Regions from separate parts of the Danio rerio genome. Here region 2 is linked to region 1. A link is a contact called in public Hi-C data. All regions are on one chromosome and are shown on one strand. The core of a region is the stretch at or near the end of the contact, and the rest is flanking DNA. Distances in the headings are between cores, read along the strand shown. Region 1 overlaps egf (epidermal growth factor). Region 2 holds the start of asb5a (ankyrin repeat and SOCS box containing 5a).

What was found. A called contact is a pair of places that touch in the nucleus more often than the background predicts.
Region 2: a Hi-C map of an unstated tissue shows a contact between it and region 1, with 4 times the contacts expected there. The contact joins the promoter of asb5a here to the enhancer-like site in region 1. A contact is called at or near these places in 2 of 18 Hi-C or Micro-C datasets (caudal fin and an unstated tissue).

What each region holds. Positions count from the first base shown.
Region 1 is chr14:40,922,119-40,928,549 of GRCz12tu, forward strand. It overlaps egf (epidermal growth factor), which reads right to left. Exons shown (of 24, transcript NM_001365528.1): 8 at 1,919-2,041; 9 at 1,703-1,828. Among named protein-coding and RNA genes, the nearest start is that of egf, 19 kb to the right of the region's middle. Within about 2 kb of position 3,028, at least 3 of the 62 cell types and tissues checked have an H3K27ac peak or open chromatin away from gene starts, as enhancers often do.
Region 2 is chr14:41,032,899-41,039,329 of GRCz12tu, forward strand. It overlaps asb5a (ankyrin repeat and SOCS box containing 5a), which reads right to left and starts at 3,612. Exons shown (of 6, transcript NM_001017746.2): 1 at 3,403-3,612. The coding sequence starts at 3,601. neil3 (nei-like DNA glycosylase 3) reads left to right here and starts at 6,024. Exons shown (of 10, transcript NM_001007335.1): 1 at 6,024-6,230; 2 at 6,317-6,426. The coding sequence starts at 6,126.

The DNA.
Region 1 (6,431 bases), core at 1,778-4,277:
TAAACATATTCTAGCAAAAATATTTTAAATTTCAATAGTCATTTTTGTAATATTGTGATATATATGTTGTAAATATGACATTTTATACATGTAAAAAATCAAAATATGCACTCATATGTCATATATGTATATATATATGACATATGAGTGCATATTTTGATTTTTTGAATTTACATATATTTCTATGAATCAGATTTCTACAAGACGTTGAAGACTGAAAGTGGCAGCAGATTTGAAAGATGTAACCAATATTAGCCATTGCTTATTTCATATTTCAGCACTTCTGTGTTTGGGCAGTTTTATTGAATTAATTATTTAAAATGTCTAAACTTACTTTACATGGTCTCTATTTGATTTAATTGTTCATTTGCTAATTTTATCTTCTTTATTCTTTATCTTTATCTTTTATGTCGTGTGGATTATTTAGTTGAATTGAAGCATCAATAATTATCAGCTATGATGGTCAGAACAGCTCAAACTGTTCCCAATGCATAAAATACTGGAGGAAATCCTAAACTTTTTTGAGGTTTTAAAAAGGTCTCTATAAAAATCTCTTCAGAAAGTATTTATTGTATTCTTTTGGGATTCTCCATTTAACGCATGTTAAAAACCAGCACAGCTCAATATGATTGACAAGCATTAACCAAGGAAACACCAATATTCCTGCTGTTTTGTTTGTAGCGAATAAATCAGCATTATTATTTAGCCTGTCTACTGTTTTTGTTTTGGTGGGAGCAAATTTGCATTATTATCAAGCATGTCTACTCTTTTTGCTCTGTGCAGGCATGTTTTACAGCATTTGGCATAATAGTGCAGCATGATGTTAAAAAAAATCTAGAATTTAGTTTTTCTGCAATATATTTATTATGATACAATTTCACTAGATGTCTTTAATAGTTCTGTTTGGAGTTAATTCAACAGATTGATTATGCATGACATATAAATAAACAAATTAAAAGTAGCATGTAAGCAAGCAAAAAAGTAAGTCATGGTTAGGATGAAAAGCATAGATAAATACAATAGGGCAAAAATGAAAGTGAAAAACAGAGCTTTTCTGGGGAGTCTAACAGTATTCAAATACAACATTAATAATTAAATGGAAAATAATCATATAAGGTTTTTATTGTATAAATAATTCAGTAAAATAACTCTTCATTTAAAGGTATAAACTGTACAATTTCTTATACTTGAATTCTTTAGACTTTCTTGTGCCTGAATGTTTACAGTCACAGGCCTTAAAACACAGAGAGATAATACACTTTCACTCTTTTGTGGTTAAACTCCACAAATCTCATGTGTTCTGAACTGTGGTTCTTGCTCAACTATAATTCCAACATATTAAATCAACATTGCACATGCTTGCAATGTGACTATTGCAGATGTTTACATTGCGATATCAATGCTGAAACGATATATTGTGCAGCCCTATGGCATAATTTCACAAAGGTAAAGTTAGATCATCAAGACTTTGCATTACTATGAAAGTGTACTATCTAGTTTAAGCTTAAAACTAATGTATGTACTCACTGCTGAAAGTTCAGCCAAACATAAAGTTTTGTTTTGTTTTGTTCATATACTCATTTTAAGCTATATAAAACATTTAAAACAGTATTCAACAATTTGCTTGTAAAAAATCTGCAATCGGACACGGTCATAAAAAAATCAAGATCTCTGATAGTAAGTTTGTAAGACTAGGACTCACCAGTGGCAGCGCAGTGTTTTCCATCAGGCTGTATTTGGTATCCAGGATGGCATTCACAAACCCACCGGCCTGGATATAAAGTCACACACATCTGACTGCAGCCGCCACGATCTGCAGACAAACAGCCTGAAACACACAGATGATGTTAAGGAAACTGTCATGTCACAGTACAGTATGTGGATTGCAGCATATTTTATAAAGAAGAAAAAAACACACCTGTACAAGATTGGCCATCAGGATTGAGTAGAGATCCTTCAGGACACACACACATATTTCCTTGTGCTGTGTGAACACATGCATGATCACAATCCACAGCTTTCCCCACACAAGGCTTGTTCTCTGTAGACACATGCAGATAAAAGTTAAGACAGGCCATTTGTTCTGACACAAACAAACTCACCAAAATGTATTATGTTGTAGTTTATTTCCTTTTTTTGATACCCCCTAAAGCATTTTTGCTGTATTTTATAATTTAAAAGTTTAAACAAAACAATATTTACTAAAAGTTATATTGAATCCAAAAATAGAAATTATGTTATTATTTACTATTATTAAATTATTTACATTATTTACTATTATTTTCATTCTTCTGTTAAACCCAAAATAAGTTAATTAGAAAAATGTTGAAAACCTGTAACCACTGACTTACATTTATTTAAATTAAATTAAACTAAACTAAACTAAACTAAACTAAATTAAATTAAATTAAATTAAATTAAATAATAAAATATAATAAATTAAATAGATTAAATAATAAATTGAAATAAAATTAATTAAAATACATTAAATAATAAATTAAAATAAAATAAATAATAATATAAAATAAAATAAATTTAGATAATAAAATAAAATAAATAAAAAATAAAATTAATTAAAATACATGAAAAAAATATTATTTACTTTAATTTAATTTAATTACAATAAAGTATATAGAATTTATACTCCATAACTATTATGTTGTGAAAATGTCAAAAATTAATACAACAATGAGGAAATTAAAGATGGTTAAGAGAGGATTTACTTAACATTTAATATTTAGTATTTCATGCTTTATTAAATTTCATCAGTTGTAGTATGAATCAATTTGGGCTTGACTGTATTTATTTTCTTGCAATATAAAATATTGTATGCTTGTGAATTAGTAGCACTGTATGAAAGTCTTTAACAGTATCTCAATGACAATTTAACAACATGTCTGTTTTTGCTGACGACGTTCAGGGTCAGTATCCTCCTTAAACCAAGCATTAACAGGATGGTATGGTCATTTCAGGAGATTGTGAAATGCTGGCTGAACAGCCTGATGCCGGATGACCAGATAACGCAAACAGGTCTAAAGACTCAAGCCAACGGCCTCAATCTTTCATTTCCAAACGCCCTGTCCTCACATGATCAATAGTCACCTCAGTTTTTCCATGAACACCTCTTTGTCGTGGCCATGTGCCTGTTAGACAGTCCTTATTCTGACACCCAATAATCCCAAATCCAATCATCCTATATTTACAAAACACTAGCACTGAAATCAATTAAGACTGTCTACAACAGGTTTACTCAGATTGATAACAACAATGATAGTGCTTTGATTCGCATCAAATTAGTTACACTACATAAAGAAGATATGAATATAGACCTAAATCCAGACACCTCCAAAAAAATACGTGTTTTTATGCTGAAATGTGAACCCTTCCATCACCAGTGCTGATGATTGAGTTTGAGGTAGCCATATGGTGGGACTCAACCTTCTTAACGGGACACTCTCTACAATCCCGTTATGATGTCAGGACCATAATCCCACCCGCAGAGGTGAAAGTGCACAAGGGGTCCTGGAGTGAAGCATTAGTTAGGATTACATCACATTTCGCTCTCGAAACCATCTTAAAAGAATTATTTTTGTTGTGTACATTTACATTGTACATTTAGATTTTTGTGCATTATTTGCATTATTATTAGAAATATAAGAAATAAATGTAATGAAACTTAGAGAATTAGACCTTCTTCAACATTCCCATGTTACCTATGAAAAGGCTGTACACTGATTTTATGGGAAGGACTAATGGAGTATGTTTTTGCCAGGAACATCAAATGTGTCTGACATTTACACATGATCTTAAAAACCTCTCTTCAATTATATAAGACACAAGAAACAAATTAGTTTAGCATAATGCAGAAACACCATTGTGTACTGTATGTGAAAGTAGGGTTGTCACATTACCAAAATTTCAGTGGTCTGTACAGTCAAAGTGTCATACAAAAGTGTTCAGTTATTGAACTATATCCTCATATAGCCAGATCTGTTCTGAGTCTTAAATAAAATATTTTAGAATAAAACTCCTATAAGTGTAATTTTAATAACCTCATCTGTTGAAATGATGCTGGTAAATTACAGAGCTTGTGCAAATATGTCCAAATCACTGTGATTAGATGCTTTCTTAACTGCCGTTTTTTCATTGCTGTCATTTAATTATGTTATTGAGAGGAAAGAATGCAGTACATACAGTTGAAGTCAGAATTATTAGCCCCCTTTGATTTTTTTTAATTGTTTAAATATTTCCCAAATTATGTTTAACAGGGCAAAGACATTTTTTACAGTATGTCTGATAATATTTTTTCTTCTGGAGAAGGTCTTGTTTTATTTCGGCTAGAACAAAAGCAGTTATTATTTTTTAACACTATTTTAAAGACAAAATTATTAGCCCCTTTAAGCTATTTTTTTTTGATAGTCTACAAAACAAACCATCGATATAAAATAACTTGCCTAATTACCCCAACCTGCCTAGTTAACCGAATTAACCTAGTTAAGCCTTTAAATGTCACTTTATCTGTATAGAAGTGTCATGAAAAATATCTAGTAAAATATTATTTACTGTCATCATGGCAAAGGTAAAATAAATCAGTTTTTAGAAATGAGTTTTTAAAACTATTATGTTTAGAAATGTGTTGTAGAAACCTTCTCTCTGTTAAACAGATATTGGGGAAAAATAAATAGGGGCTCTAATAATTCAGGGAGGCTAATAATACTGACTTCACCTGTATTTATATGTTCATCTGAAAGACACTGAGCAATGTTGGTGGCATTTGCTTTGCTTTTGAACAAAGATAACTGCTGTAGGTATAGCTGGGCTGTGAATCACATTCAGTGTCTTGTATGGTATATGTGCATATGTGCATGCATGAACAATAAGTGCTGGGTTAAGTTTATGTAATACACACTGGTGACACTAATTACAAAGCAACCCATGATTTCTGTAATGTAGAAAATAAAGATTGTAAAATCTAATTAGTTAATTAGGTAGTTCTTAAAAAGGTACACCCAAAGTAAAGATAAAAACGTTTTAGTTTCAACAACTATTTGCTAATTTTAAGCTACAGTGTTTCATTTTTTCAAGCTGTGATGTGCCTTTTACACAGATTTTCCAACTAGCTATGGCGTTATTTCAATGACAAATGTCTTGAGCGCAGTGTTACAAGTCAGGAATGCATTCATGTAATATGCAAATCTCTGTGCTTGCACACCAATTTCCTCTTTCTGTGGACAAAACTTCTTGCATGCTCAAGCGCAGATTTTCTTGTGCGCTCTCAAATAAACACTGCTGAAGTGCGATTTAGTACATTTATGTAATGAATATGTCTCCAACATTTGTTAGATTTGCTAGGAAAATTTATGAATGTCTCCGATAAACCTGCAGAACGACATTGATGCATTCATTCATTCATTTTCTTTTCGGCTTATTCCCTTTATTAATCCACCAACTTATCCAGCAGGTTTTTACACAGCGGATGCCCTTCCAGCCGCAACCCATCTCTGGGAAACATCCATCCACACACACTCATTCACTACGGACAATTTATCCTAATCCAATTCCTCTACCGCATCTCTTTGGACCGTGGGGGAAACCAAAGCATCCGGAGGAAATTCATGCGAACGCAGGGAGAACATGCAAACTCCACACAGAAACGCCAACTGACCCGAGGTTTGAACCAGCGACCTTCTTGCTGTGAGGCGACAGCACTATCTACTGCGCCACTGCCTCGCCCTGACATTGATGCATCCTGTAGAACAGCACTACCTACTCATTCATTCATTCATTTTCTTGTCGGCTTAGTCCCTTTGTTAATCCGGAGTCGCCACAGCAGAATGAACCGCCAACTTATACAGCAAGTTTTTACTTTTTTTTTTTTTTTTTACAGTTTTTACCCTTCCAGCCGCAACCCATCTCTGGGAAACATCCACACACATATTCACACACACATTCATACACTACGGACAATTTAGCCTACCCAATTCACCTGTACCGCATGTCTTTGTGGGGGAAAACCGGAGCACCCGGAGGAAACCTGCGCTATAAGTAAATTGATTGAACTAAATATGTATGAGTGTGTGTGTGTGAATGCGAGCATGTGTGCCTGTTTCCCTGTACTGGGTTGTGGGTGGAGCGCATCCACTGCCTAAAACATATGCTGGAATAGTTGGAAGTTCATTCCGCTGTGTCGACCTCTGATAAATCAGAGATTAATCTAAATGAAAATGAACAAGTAAAGCATTCATTGTATCACATATTACTGCAATATGCACTTCTTGTAGTAACAATAATGTATTTTTAAGAGCGTTCTTCGATGTTTTACTGGTAAAAATTAGTTTTTTGATAAATTATGGAATCTGGAAATAAATTGAAAAATAAATAGACTTAAATTAATTGTCCATGTACTGTGTTTATTTATCCATTATTCATTA
Region 2 (6,431 bases), core at 2,362-4,861, 110 kb after region 1:
TATGTATATATACATATATTTAACTGAACTGTAGCAGATTGTCTTGACCATGTCTGATTGGATGCTGCCATGTGATTGGACATGTATACCAAATAAAGAAGTTGGAAAGGTGTACCTAATAAAGCGTATCTAATAATAAAGTGGCTGGTGAGTGTTTATATATAACAACTAAGGATTTATATATATATATATATATATATATATATATATATATATATATATATATATATATATATATATATATGTATATGTATATGTATATGTATATACACACACACACACACACACACACACACAGTTGAAGTCAGAATTATTAGCCCTCCTTTGTATTTTCTTTTTCTTTTTCTAATATTTCCCAAATGATGTTTCCCAAATGAAATTTTCCACAGTGTGTCTGAAAATATTTTTTCTTCTAGAGAAAGTCTTATTTATTTTATTTTGGCTAGAATAAAAGCAGTTTCTATTTTTTTTTTACTATTTTAAGGTCAAAATTATTAGCCCTTTTAAGCTATTTGTTTTTTCGATAGTCTACAGAACAAACCATCGTTATACAAAAACTTGCTTATAATTTAACCTAGTTAAGCCTTTAAATGGCACTTTAAGCTATATAAAAGTGCCTTGAAAATAAAACTTTACGTACTGTCATCATGGCAAAGATAAAAGAAATCAGTTATTAGAAATGAGGTATTAAAATGGTTATGTTTAGAAATGGTTGAAAAAATCTTCTCTTCATTAAACAGAAATTGGGGAAAAAATAAAAATGGGGCTAATTATTCAGGGGGGCTAATAATTCTGACTTTATTTGTATATTGTTATTTATTTTGAAGATGTATGGTATTTTGTATTCGGGATGCACACAATACACCACCATCACAAAAAGCTGATATTTGCACACACCTGAGTCAATATCCAGTATGACAGCTGATGCGTTCCACACATCATCATCATCATCGTGACCTCCCTTCATCACAAACTACAGTAAAACCTTCAAAACACAACCAGAACAAACTTCCCTGAAGAACCACTTCACAAACCTCCATCTTTCAATGTCCCTTCTTAGTTTTTATCCTCACAATCAAAAACAATCAATCTAAGAATCCACTTTTTTCTTCTTTTTTCCACACTCAAGATATTGCAAGTCAATCCACGTACGCACGAATCATATCAAAGCACCAACCTTGGCTGGTTAACCAGCTCAGCAAGACTTCCAATTTGACAAAGCTTGTGTCCCTTCAGGAAAATGTTTCCTCCTTATATCATTCTCTTCAAAAAAAAAAAAAAAATAGCCTTAAAAGAAGAGTCACTGAAGCTGTCTGGGTTTTTTTTATATCTGCACTGCCCTACTTAAGTTGCTTAGTAAATGCCAGACTATGGCAATCCCCTGTGACTGTTCCTCTCGCCCTGATCTTAAACTCGGAGAAGCTGTTTTCTGAGATGCTCCGCGAGACAACTTGTTTACACCAAAGCCTTCTCTGCTGTTTATAAGGCCCGGCTGCACCGTTCAGGATCCTGTAGACGAGCGTCTGCCTTCACAAATGCTTGATAGACTGACGGTGACTGTGATTTTTGTTGTTGTTGTTGTTGTATAGTTAAAAAGGGGGAGGGGGTGCATGGCCTCAATTCTATTTATACAACACTGTAAACAGCAGCCTGGCAGCCATTCCTGGATTTGCGTCGCATGCATGCATATTTAGAGTGTGTGTGTGCTTGATGTTGTATGTGTGGTAATATGATTGTAGGATGCCTGCTGTGACGCAAAACACACAAAAGTGAATCTTAAAGAGCACGCTTTAGGAATGCATATGAAGAGCTGTCCTGAAAGTGTGTTTAAAATAGTATGAAGCAGAATTGGAATCACTGTTGTGGTTCTTGTCACATGCAGTGACAGGTATTATGGTTACGCTGCAGGAAAACCATTGTGCAGTAATAGCATTCCCCATGCTCCATATACAGTATACAGCTATGGGGGAAATGAAGAGGCCACTTGAATATTTCTGTTTCTCTGGATTTATTGGATTTTTTATGTTGGTTTGAGGAAAATGTTAATATTTTTTGTTGTATGAAGGTGTGATAATGTTTCTTTCAAATTTTATATAAAAATATTGCCATTTCGAGCCTTTATTTTCAGAAACAAAGTCATTTGTCAATTTATTGGATATATTATGGCATGGGAACATTTTTTTCCATGGAAAATGTTACTATTTATTTTGTTGTATGAAGATGTGGTAATGCTTCCTCCAAATTTCAGATATAAATATTGTCTTTTTTGGCAAATGTCAGTTAGTCAGAATAACAAATACTTTAATTTGTTGTGATTGTAAATCAGAGTTATTCTACCAAATAAATACAATATATAATACAATAAATCCTTACCATTTTGAGGCCCACCGCAATTGATTGACAGCCACGTATCGACATGTCTCTGTAGTAACACGTATAATCATATCAGTAAGACAGTATGTGCACAAAGCAACTGGGATTAAAAAAGATCTGTTCAGCTGTTCAGCTAAGTTTAAAAACATTTTTAAAATAGTGCATGTCTGTAATGAATTATAGCAATTTTAGCATGTTTTCTTTATCACCACAGCCGCATGTCAGAACAATTTTAAAAGAAAATGCTTCAAATCCAGTTTGTGGACGATAAATAAGGTTAATTTTGTATATTAACATAAATATCCATACAGCAGTGGATATTAATGTGTATTCTGTCACATTTGCCATGCAAAAGTTATGCACGCACTGTGTGTGTGTGTGTGTATGTGTGTGTGTGTGTTTGCACAAACTTTGTAATGAAATTGTGTGTGACTCATCGTTGCAGAAAGGCTTGAATTAACTCCACAACAAATACATCAAATAATCATTGGGAAAGTTCTTACTGTGGTATTTCTCACAAACAATAAGTGAGATCTGCTTTCTTCATGTCTGTCACTGTGCTGTTTATCTGATGCAGCTGATCTGATTGGTACACTCTGACAGGCGCGTGGGAATGGTGGGAAGGGAGAATTAAAGGCACAGGCAACAAAAACAATGTATTCAGAGTAAAACATTCCAATATTCTGAGAGGTATAACAAATAATCTGACGGGGGTTTTGTTTTTTGGAGACACAAAAGACTTATCTTAAATCTTGGAAAAAGGGTAAAATAGGTGCCCTTTAAATCTATTTTTGTTTTACTTTACTAAATAAACACTATCAGACCTTTGTAGAACAAGCATTAACATTTTATTAAAACTCACACCTAACCAAGCCAGTAAATCCAGATAATTGTCAAGCGGTCTCCCAATTCTTTTGATAGCTGTATATCCATGCAAACAGGCCCAAACATTGGCAACTGAACATTAAATCCACACTCCTGCTGTGCGAGTGTTGGGCAGTGATGTAAGTGCACACATGCTCTACTTACCGTGCCCTTGACCATTGTCATAGAACTCAGCTGAAATCCGGGCAGCCTCCTTGCGGTTGCCTTTGATGATGTAGAAATGTGTGAGGAGATTAAGTGTAATTCTAACGAAAAGTTTGAAGCAGAAGAGCGACAGGATGGTGAGGTAAACATTGGACAGCTGTGCTGCGAATGGCCTGTACTCCTCTGTGGACTCTGTCATGGCTGTGTTTTGTGGCAGGATTAGCAGTGAGCGCTGGTGTATCTTATGTCACCCACAACAGCACCCCCAATGCACTTGGGTCCTTACTGCAGCTCAGGATTTGGATATCAAAAGGAGATATTTGGGGAATAAGAAAGTCTGTGTGAATTCAGAGATATCACGTAAATGCTGTGATTTTGTTGGTTGTGTAGTATAAAGAATATTAAATAAGTTTATATACAAAATTTCTAATGCAAAAAATAACATGTCCAATGTTTAATATTTGGGTTGAAAGTAAAACAACAATGTAATACAGCTCTATACATTCAGTTGTATCATATACATTTTCTTCTGAACATAAAAGGTCTATAAAAGGTAAGCTCCTAAGAACACTTAACTGAAATTTTTACTTTGAATTTGGGACACAAATATAAATAGGATTATGATGTCATATGTGCTTCTAGTACAAGAAGGTGCAATACATTTAAAAAGTACAACTTATTTACTTGGCGACATAGTGGCACAGTATAGTGCTGTCGCCTCACAGCAAGAAGGTCGCTGGTTCGAGCCTCGGTGTGGTCAGTTGGCGTTTCTGTGTGGAGTTTGCATGTTCTCCTTGCATTCGTGTGGATTTCCTCCATGTGCTCTGGTTTCCCCCACAGTCCAAAGACACGCAGTACAGGTGAATAGGGTAAGCTAAATTTTCCGTAATGAGTGTGTATGAATGTTTCCCAGAGACAAATTGCAGCTGGAAGTGCATATTCTGCCTAAAACATTTGCTGGATAAGTTGGTGGTTCATTCTGCTGTGGCAACCCAGATTAATATAGGGACTAAGCCGAAAAGAAAATGAATGAATTGTTAATAATTAAGTGAGATGCATATTCTTGTACTAAGTTTGTACAAATTTACAATGAAAAAAGCTTTTATATTTTACAGTAAGACAATCAGTTTCAGTACATCAGATGATAAATTACATACTGTGCATTCAGGGTGAAGTTCATTTCTAACATGAAAATTGTATTGCCAAAACATCTACAAGAACAGAGAGATGAAACATCGTATGACAAGTTTCATTTATTTATTTTTTTTTTTACATTTATTGTATAACAGAAAGATACATTTGGTACACATCATTTACAATAATAATCATTACATTATTTACAATGGTGTCAATAAAGAATGAAAAAGATGAAAAAAATAAGAGGAAAAAATAACAGAAATCAAACAAAAAACAAAGAAATGTCAGTAGGTTAACTGATCAGAGGATAGACACAAAATAGATGAAGAAACTGAAAGAGAAGAGGGCAAAATAAGACTTTTTAGAGATTTATTAGATTTCCTATACATATTCAGGCCCATAGCCAGCCTGTTAAAAGGGGTGGTTCTTTTTTCTCAAAAAGTGGACGTTTTTGTATTTATTTGCCTCAATTTATGAGGTTAAAATACTGCATTTCAGTTACATTTTAGGCCCTAATTTGTGCTGGAGTATTTTGTTGAATGGTTATCATTACCGCTTTTGACTTCCTACATTTTTGTCAAAGTGTTTATCATACCATCTTTTTGTTTACAAAATTGCATGTTTCTTTACAAATGTGCATTTAAACTATAAGTCATTACAGTTTCAAATATAATATAATAAGATTAGAATTTTAGAAATCTAAAAAAAAAGAAAAAATACTTATTTTTTAAATGCTAATTTATTATAATCCATCATAAAAAAAACTAACAAAAACAATAAAAAATAAGCAAATCTAATAAAAAAATTAAAAAATTTGCAAAAAAATACAAAAAATAAAAATTAGCAATCTGTTAATACTTGAATACTTCAATCTGTTAAAACTTGTTTTAAATTAAAAACTGTAGCCTATAAAAACTGGCCAGCTTATTTCCTCAATCAGAATTTGTCAATTTAAAAAATAAATGTCTGCTTTTATTGGTTATTTTGTTGGTTATTCTTCTTAAAGCCTTCTTCCATTGGTTATTTTCACAATTTATGAAGGCATGCTGTCAAAGATGGGACAAATGAGCTCATATAGAGGCCACGTTAAAATGGTGATAATCATTTTAAAAATGAGTATCCTTACTTATAAGGAAACACTTTTGCTATATGGACCATATACTTTCCCTATTTAAATGATCAAAAATACTGTTACAATGTGAGAGCAGGAGGGGTAAAGAGTATTTTCAAGGAACAGCTGCTCTTAATTTATAGTTTTTATTTTTCTTTATAACAAACACATTTCACCAAATATAGGTATTAACTGATTCTGGATTAGTAACGGTTCTCCTAGTAATACTATATTGTTTTTAAAAAGCATGTAAACAACAAGTTTCAGAAATGTCATTTTTTTACGTCATGACGTCTGCAGTTACGAGTCATTGGCGCATGCGTATTTGCGCAGATTTAAATTACTGATCTGGCGGGCTCAGCTCAGCGACTGCTCACTTCTCGTTGGGTTTTGGGATGCTAGCGATCTTTTTAATATCAGATTATATTTTGCTTTTTAGTTTGCTTGTAAAGACACTTAACTACAGCAGGTCGTGATGGTCGAAGGTCCAGGATGCACTTTGAACGGAGAGAAGATTCGTGCAAGAGTTCAAAAGAGACAGAAAGTTTTACACATACAAGGAAACGAAACCAAAACAACAGTAAGTTTAGAGCATGGTAACGTAGCTAAGCTGATGATACAGATCAATGATATGCATCTGGATGTTACGTGTTTTCTTTCTTTCAGTCAGATGACGGCAGCAGAAGCTCTTTCCAGAGTTTTAAGGGCGGTGAGTTCACAGGTGTGGAGACTCTGGGGAAAGAGCTCTTCATGTATTTTGGAGTCAGAGCTCTGAGGTGAG